2 separate regions of the Pan troglodytes genome follow, and region 2 is linked to region 1. A link is a contact called in public Hi-C data. All regions are on one chromosome and are shown on one strand. The core of a region is the stretch at or near the end of the contact, and the rest is flanking DNA. Distances in the headings are between cores, read along the strand shown. Region 1 has its middle 39 kb from the start of PAPSS1. Region 2 overlaps SGMS2 (sphingomyelin synthase 2).

What was found. Hi-C and Micro-C count contacts between places; a contact is called where the count stands out from the background.
Region 2: a contact with region 1 is called in a Hi-C map of induced pluripotent stem cells, with 3 times the contacts expected there. The contact joins two enhancer-like sites. A contact is called at or near these places in 5 of 7 Hi-C or Micro-C datasets (blood, induced pluripotent stem cells, a lymphoblastoid cell line and 1 more) and 1 of 1 other capture datasets (stem cell-derived neural stem cells).

Annotation. Positions count from the first base shown.
Region 1 is chr3:109,218,826-109,223,069 of NHGRI_mPanTro3-v2.0_pri, forward strand. No RefSeq gene overlaps it. Among named protein-coding and RNA genes, the nearest start is that of PAPSS1, 39 kb to the left of the region's middle. Within about 2 kb of position 2,971, at least 1 of the 24 cell types and tissues checked has an H3K27ac peak or open chromatin away from gene starts, as enhancers often do. A contact at or near this core is called in induced pluripotent stem cells, where this site is marked.
Region 2 is chr3:109,365,463-109,370,019 of NHGRI_mPanTro3-v2.0_pri, forward strand. It overlaps SGMS2 (sphingomyelin synthase 2), which reads left to right. Exons shown (of 7, transcript NM_001280493.1): 6 at 4,200-4,366. Among named protein-coding and RNA genes, the nearest start is that of CYP2U1, 25 kb to the right of the region's middle. Within about 2 kb of position 2,264, at least 1 of the 24 cell types and tissues checked has an H3K27ac peak or open chromatin away from gene starts, as enhancers often do. A contact at or near this core is called in induced pluripotent stem cells, where this site is marked.

The DNA.
Region 1 (4,244 bases), core at 1,721-4,220:
CCAATACATTTCCATGACTAATTGCAGTATTTTCCTACCATTTCAAAGATTTTTCTCCCAAACTTCCCCTCATGTTCTTTATTTACCCTAAATGATCCTGGGCATTTGCTACTTTCTCATTCTAGTGCCTTCCTCATTCACAGCTGTCTTCACATGTATAGATACATAATCATTAGTAACCTCTTCCTTTCTTCCCTAAATTTTTAAAACTCTCCTCAGTTACCTCAGGAAATTCCTTCTTGATCTCTGGTTCCAATTTTAAAGAGTCAAGATCCAGTTATATTTTATATTACACGAATTTTATGGGAATAATTCTAAAGGTGAACACTAGATGGCAACATTTTTAAATTTTGCTGTTCTAAAACTGTGTCTGATAGATGGCAAATGCTGAGCGCCTCCAAATAGGAGTATATAGTTCTTTAGTTTCTTAAACATTGTTTCCTTCTAGTTTTTAAACATCAAATAAGCTTTTAGATCTCTCCATAAAGGAACTGTATGGTGTTTAATTCTTAAAAATAAAGTATTTCTTTTTTATATCTTATATAATCCCTTTTTATATCTTATATAATCTTTCTAAAATATTTTCTAATTTTATTTTTTCCTTAAAATAACAAATCGAAGCTGTATCCATTTATTAATTGTGCCATATTCTGTTTAAGGTATTTTCAGTAGTTTAGTTCTTTGAAATAATAAGTTTTTATTTAATTTTACAGAGAGCTAGAGATGATATTTTATATAACATATATAACAGAGGTATACATACTTTTTCCTTTCCTCATGTGTTTTCTTATGGAAATTTGAGCTCAGAGACTAAAAATTACAGGTGAGAATTTCCTGTCATGAGGATGAGGAAGAGTAGGGGTGTAGTTTCTATGAAAAAGTAATTGTTTTGCAAATCTTCTAATTTTCCTTAGGAAGTGAAAATGTGAACTGGGATTTCATTCCTGGTAAAAATGTAAAATTCTTTAAATAAAAATATACCTTATTATAAAAATATATTTTACATTAAGGAGCTTTTAATACAAAACATCACTTAGGACTCCAAGACCAAAATGGACAAAAAACAGGAACAATAAAGAAGACATGCAAAAAGCTAATTACCACATGAAAAGGTTAAAAATCACTAGCAGTTTTACAAAGCAAGAATCAAATGCTCTTTTGCCTTTAAGTTTAGCAAAAATAGAAACAATGTTTGCTGTCTTCCCCTCCCCATTATCAGACTGAATATTCAAAATATTGTAGTAACAGCCTGAGTTCAAATCCCAGCTCAGAATTCTACCTATCTATCTGGACTTGGTCTAATTTTTTTACTTCTCTCCACTACAGTTTCCTAATCTGTAAAACAGGACTAATCAGCAAAATGAGGATTAAATATGTTAATCCATGTAAAGTTTAAAAAAGGGTACCTGGGCCGGGCATGGTGGCTCACGCCTGTAATCCTAGCACTTTGGGAGGCCGAGGTGGGCATATCACAAGGTCAAGAGATCGAGACCATCACGGCCAACATGGTGAAACCCTGTCTCCACTAAAAAATACAAAAATTAGCTGGGTGTGGTGGTGGGCACCTGTAATCCCAGCTACTTGGGAGGCTGAGGCAGGAGAATCGCTTGAACCTGGGGGGTGGAGGTTGCAGTGAGCCAAGATTGCGCCACTGCACTCCAGCGACAGAGCGAGACTCCATCTTAAAAAAAAGAAAAAGTACCTGGTTGGCATGATGATATTTTGAATACACTGAGTTAAAGAGAATATATTATTAATTTTGTAAGAATACCTGGCATATATGTGTTTACCTAATATATGTACCAGTTATATTAGCATTGTATAAATATTACATAGTATAAATATTATAATTTTATTCCAGTGGTGGATTGGGTATAGAATGTTTAAAAAAATAAACAACAGAACTATAAAAATAAGTAGACAAAAAAGGCTACAGAAATATTATTAGAAAAAGAAACAGAAGGATCTTCTAGAAATGTAACTGTTTAATTTTTTAATCAATAAACAGATTAAACAGGTTTTAAAGGTATGTAGAAATAAACTGAGCATCAATAATATTCATAATCATAAATAAACTTAACTCACTGTTAAATGGTTGATTGTCCAGTTGTATTTAAAAAATCCAACTAAATACTGTTTAGAATACGGGGACATAAAACATAAGGACATAGTAAAAAGTTAGTAAAAAGATATACCTGACAGATATTAACCAAAAGAAATCTTGATGGAATATTAGTATTGAAACAAGTTTATGACCAAAAATATAAAAACAAAAACAAATCACCCCAAAACATTATTAAGGAAAACTAAGTTCACCAAGAAGCTTTAATGATTTCAGTTTTGTATGTGCTTGATAAAAGAGCCTTAAAAATATAAAGCAATAATTGATAGAATTACAGGAAGAAATGGACAAATCTACCATATAATGGAAGATTTCAATATTCATTCACTCATCTTATTCAACAACTATTTTTGAGTGTCTGCATGCTAGGGACTCTTCTACTCACTGGGAAGAAAACATAAAAATCCTTACCTTTTTGAAGCCTAGATTATAATGGAAGGAGAGAGAAAATATATACAAATACTTAAATATAGTATAACCTTATGGAAATATATCCAGGATAACATAAATTCTAAAACTATAAAATGGATGTTTCGCTCCCATCCACCACTCTATCCTACATGTAGAACAGATAGGGAGGAGGAATATTGCTTTTGTTCTGAGGTTGGGGGATGGAATAGGGTACATAATAGATAGGGCAGCCAGGCAGCAAACTAGCACAAAATCCACAGGAGAAGTGGAGTTCGAATCCCGCTTGCTCAGTAATTGCCCCATTCAATATTCCCAAACTGGGCCAACAAAATTTGCACTATCTAGCTAGGAATTTCCTGGAATCATTACTGCTTTCCTGACGTCCAGTCAACTACAGGCCCGGAATCAATCCTGTCAATATTTAGGTTGGAGTGGACAATCACCGCCAGGTGGTGCCAAACTGCTAGGACCAGGATTGATTCGCATAGTGAAGCAATATCTCCAGGACTGTGCATTCTCCTACTCTTTTTATTAAATTCCCACTGAAAAACAAGAAAAATAAATCAAAGATGAAAGGTTGGAAAGGAAGACAAAGGACTTCATTATTTTACAAATGATACAATAGTGTATACAAAAATTCCAAAGACAACCTATTAGAAGCAGTAAGTTTACCATATCATTGCTATGCAAAATTCAGCTGCATTTCTATAAAAATCTAACAAGTACTCAGTAAACATTTCTATAGCATAACAAGCACAAAGAAAATTTAATGTAAAGAGATTCCATTTAAATAGCTCAAAAATAGAATACCTAAAATTAATTTAATAAATAATAATAAAGCCTGTACAGAAACGTTATGAAACGTTATTAAAATACACTCAGATCTAAATAGGCTGTGTTCATGGAAAGGAAAACTCAATTTTTTTCAAAGTCAGTTCTCCTCAAATTGATCAAGAGAGCTAATATAATCACAATCAAAATATCAATAGAAATTTTGTGAAACATGACAATTTCAACATAATTCTGAAATTTATGGAAAAGCAAGAATATCCATGGCATGCCTCAATTAAAAATGGAAACTTGGCCAACAAGATATTGAAACTAATGATGAAGCCATAATAATTCAGATAGTATTTTGGCATAGGGAAAAGCCAAATGACCAACTGAACGAAAGAGAGAACCCAGAAAGACCAAAGAATATATGGAAACTTGATATATAACAGATGGCAATGGTGATCAATGAGAAAAGTTTATACTAAAATTAAACAGATAAATTTCTATTTATAATAAATAAATAGGGAAAAAATCTTTCTACCTTAGAGTAAAATCTTATGTAGATGGAAAGATGAAGGTAGAAAATCACCATTTGGCAATCATCATAGTAATAACTGATTCAGACAAAATTGCCAACCAATGCCAAAACTAGTGGGTTGCAATTTGGTAAACAACAGAGTAGTTACATCCTCTCAAACTACTTCTACTTGAATTACTTTATTACAAAGAAGAAAAAACAGTACTATTAGAGTGAATAAACCTTGAAGACATCACCTTAACCAAGTAATCAAAGTTGACAATATCAAAATTGGAAAAAACTGATATTTTATTATTTCTGTTGTGTTGCATGGGAAAGAACACAACCTCATCTAAATAGTATTCCTGATAAAAAATGGATAACCTAAATGCAATCATGACGAAACATCCCATGAAGAAA
Region 2 (4,557 bases), core at 1,014-3,513, 150 kb after region 1:
TTGGCCCTTTGTTCATCCAAATAGGTTTATCCTAATTGAATGGTGGTGTGGAAGTCAAGGGTTATCTTCAGTGGTGCAGAAGTGAATTATTGCCCCTTTGATTACCTGGGGTATTTAAGTTCTGCTTTGAGGGTAAGATGACAAGAGTTGAGGTTCTCTGTAGTAGATGAAGTCAAGTCTTTTTTGTGAGAATTGTAGCGTCTTTTTGTTGCTTCCTTTGTAAATTCTACATACAGACCTGCAGTAGGGAGAATAGTGGGATACATGTGGGGTCTTCATACTTGACTTAAAAGCTTTTTCCTTATTTCTGTTCTCACACTCTTGGGGTGGTGGGGTGGGTCCTGGATCTGTCTCTGCACCATCATCAGAGGATGGTCTCTTCCTTAAATTTAGTCACTCCATTTCTAATATTGAGTTATTGGTTCTGGGGGGTTGGATGGAAGGATATATGTTGCTATGGTTCTAACTCTAATTTTCCCAAGGAAAGTTCCATGAGTATGCTATGTAAGATCAGTCATTTTCTAGTGTAGATGTACATTTGAGTTTAGGATCTTCTCTATAATCTGAGGATCATAAAAAAATTACAGAAGAAGATGGGGATGAGGGTGGAGGTGGGGGAAGAGGTGCATTTCAGAGTGAAGGCACTGTAGTTTTAAAGTAATAAAAACACCCCCAGGAAACTTAGATTCAGTTTTCTAAAATAACTGAAAACCAACTGATATTAACTGTATTAGTCTGTTTTCACACTGTTGATAAAGACATAACCAAGACTGGGTAATTTATAAAGAAAAAGTGGTTTAGTGGACTCACAGTTCCACGTGGCTGAGGAGGCCTCACAATCATGGTGGAAGGCAAAAGGCACGTTTTACATGGCAGCAGATGAGAAAATGAGAACGAAGCAAAAGGGGTTTCCCCTTATAAAACCATCAGATCTTGTGAGACTTATTTCACTACCACAAGAACGGTATGGGGGAAACCACCCCCATGATTCAGTTATTTCCCACCAGGTCCCTCCCACAGCACATGAGAATTATGGGAGCTACAATTCAAGATGAGATTTGGGTGGGGACACTGCCAAACTTCATAAACAATAATAGCAAATAGACATAATACTCTGTCCCAGGCACTATTCTAGGGCCTTGATGTACATTAACTCATTTGATCCTTAAAACCACCCTCTGAGGGATGCAGTATTTTTTCCCATTTTTCAGATGAGTAAACTTAAGCTTAGAGAAAGTGACTTGGCCACAGTGCACAGCCATCATTTTGAGAAGCAGGTATTCATGTTGAAGCAGGCTGAATCCAGGGGTTTTGCTTTTAATTTCTTGGCTCTGTTTAGAACTTTGGAAATTCAAGCTGGCTAACTCTATTGTATTGCCAAGGAATAGTCTACTTATCTATAAGCAGGGACATTGCTCATTATTGTACATTCTTTCATCTCAGAGCAACAGCAAGGCAACTTGTGATTGATTTTATACTTTAATGAAGGCCTCTCAGTATGTAGAGACATTTTTTCCCAAGACATGATTTTGACTAGAGGTTTCTAAAATTGTGTACATTTATATATAGTGTGCAAGGAATACCATTCTGCTTTCTCCAACTTTTGATTAGAAATAGAGGGACAAATCTGTAATACTTAACACAAACTCAGTTTATAGTCAGTTTTGTATGTAAGCAGAGCATTCCATGTTTGTGTCTGTTTTTTTCTATGCAATTAGGAAAAACATTTATCTTCTAAATTATACCATATGTTCTTGTTCTGAGTAAGCAGTGGTTCCAGTGGTTTCTTTGAAAAGTCTGCTTCTAGAATTAGATGTATCATTTATATATATATTTTTTTACTTTCCCGCCTTTTGATCAGTTTGGGCTCTTTTCCTTGTTTGCTCTGTTGTCATGAGTAGATTTAAATTTAGTTGTGAGAGCACATGAAGATGTGGCACCAGGACCATTTCGGGGTTAGCAAGGGAGGGCTTCATACAGTCGTGCAAATATTATAATTGGGGGGTAGGTTCATGATAAAATTAGCCTGGAGAAATCAGACTAGCTGTTAGTGCCAATCATCTGGCTAGTAGAGAACAGTTTTTTGGTTTTTTGTTTTTTCACCTGGCCACCCTACCAAGTCTCTATTATTTAATGCGCCCTAGGGCTAGAATTCCACACAGACAGTGATGTTAACTATTATTTGTGTCATCACCTAGCTCATTGTTATCCCTATGGGATGAATGAGAAGAGGATTACCATTTTGCCATTCTATTTCAAAACAGCTTCTATTCAATCTTTTCTTTGGGTCAGCCAGTGTTCTCAGTTAATGAGTGGTGGGCCCAATGTGGTAGCATAATAGGAAATACATTTTTATGAGAAAGCACTGCTGGGGTTTCCAGCCGTTCCTAAAACCTCACTTGCAATTCCGTGAGTAGTAAAAAGAAGATTCAGGCCACCTCTGGACCTACTTCAACTTTGCTTCTTGTGAATAAACAAATGCAAAATAGTTCTAGTTTGCCTAAACATTTTAAACTTCTAAGGTAAATCCCAGATGACCTGTAAGTTGGGAAGCAGGGTTGCTAAGAGACCTTGGGGGTGGGAGGCGGGTAGGGTCTGAGGTGCTGGGGAACGCATATTTAGTGAGACCTCCAGATTTCTCAATGTTCATTCAATTTTTAATGTCCTGAGTCTAACACAACAGTTATGGGGACTGGATCTGGCTCCTAAGACTGCAAGAGTAAGGCCTCTCCCATTAAAATTCTGAGATTCCATGAGTTTTCTTCCAGAACTTAGTTGCAGAATGAAGTAACTGACAAGTAATAAGGAATATATCCAAAATTAGAAAATCAGACTTTCAAATGCCCTACAGGTTTATTTTCTTACTGTGTGCCATTTGGGACCAACAGAGCAACGGCTAGTTTTACCAAGAGATTATATTTGAATGATACCTGATTTGGTATTTCATTTAAAGTTCTGGAAATGGGCTGGGCACAGTGGCCCATGCCTATAATCCCAGCACTTTGGGAGGCTGAGGCAGGCAGGTCACCTGAGGTCAGGAGTTCAAGACCAGCCTGGCCAACATGGTGAAACCCCATCTCTACTAATAGTACAAAATTAGCCAGGCATAATGGCGCACCCCTGTAATCCCAGCTATTCGGGAGGCTAAAGGAGGAGAATCGCTTGAACCCAGGGGACAGAGGTTGCAGTGAGCCAAGATCGTGCCATTGCACTCCAGCATGGGCGACAAGAGCGAAACTCCCTCTCAAAAAATAAATAAATAAATATAAAGTTCTGGAAATGGATCCTTTTGCTATTCAATCATCTTTCTACATGTGAATGTAAATATCACTATAAATGTAAACATAGTTAAATATGAAATCAATTTCAGTTTATTGGATTAACTTTTATTGTGAGCTAATACAGCTTTAAAATAAAACAGATCACCAAGCTGCTAGAGATGAACTCTGGTTTCAGTTATATTTGTCATTAACACTTGTGTGAGAAGGGGAGGACCATCATGTTTAAACCAGTGAGTGCCACAGTTGTCTCTTACAGCTAGTAAGTAGAATGAACTTTTAAGTGGCCTTACCAGGAAGGCTGAGTCCATAAGTGAATGGTTAGGAACCCTAACCTTTACAGAGGGAATGTTTTATAGTTTCTATTGGCAATAACAGTGTAAAATTGCTGAGAATCAAAATATTGCTAGCCACAATGCCATTCCTTCTGACCCCCTTACCCTACACATACCCCTGGAGAAATAATATAAATTTAAAACCTGAAATTACTCCTGCTTTCCCATTTCCCCCCTTATTTTCATAGACAACCACCTTTTCTTTTGACCCCTACTATCTTTCTTTCCAGTGGGAAAGTGGCTCCTTTATGTGAGCCAGTATGCAGCAATTCCAGCAAACCTAATAAGAAACAATTCTGTTCTTTCTTATTAAACAGCTTATTCACGTGGGTAAGGCCTAGAATGTCTAGTGTTACCAGCTTCCCCAGTGAATGACTATTACGCCCACTGCCAGGGAGCCCCTCTGCCTCCCTCCTACCTGAGCAGATCCTGGGCAGTTCATAGTGACTCAGTTTAGGTTATCAGTTTTATCCTTCTGGTGACTTCCTGATCCTGGGTTATTCTACTTAAGGTCGTTAGGACAGACTGTAATCATTACTTTCATCTCTGGGAATCTTATTAACTCTGTAATTTTTCTACTGTCCAGATTCGCCTCGTCACTTCTGGTGGTATCATTTAATCTGCTGGCTGCTGAGTGCTGCCGGGATCATCTGCATTCTTGTAGCACACGAACACTACACTATCGATGTGATCATTGCTTATTATATCACAACACGACTGTTTTGGTGGTACCATTCAATGGCCAATGAAAAGGTGAGAGCAGTGAAGATGCTTGGATAATTTCTTTTCTTTGAATGCAGTGGACCCTTTTCATGTCATGGGGTTTTAGATAGCCTAATGGGGATAACCGATGTTGCCACATTCACTTAAACATATATCCATTACTGCTTTTTAAAATAAAGCAAAGAACTTCACAAATATAAATGCCATTTATGGATAAAAAT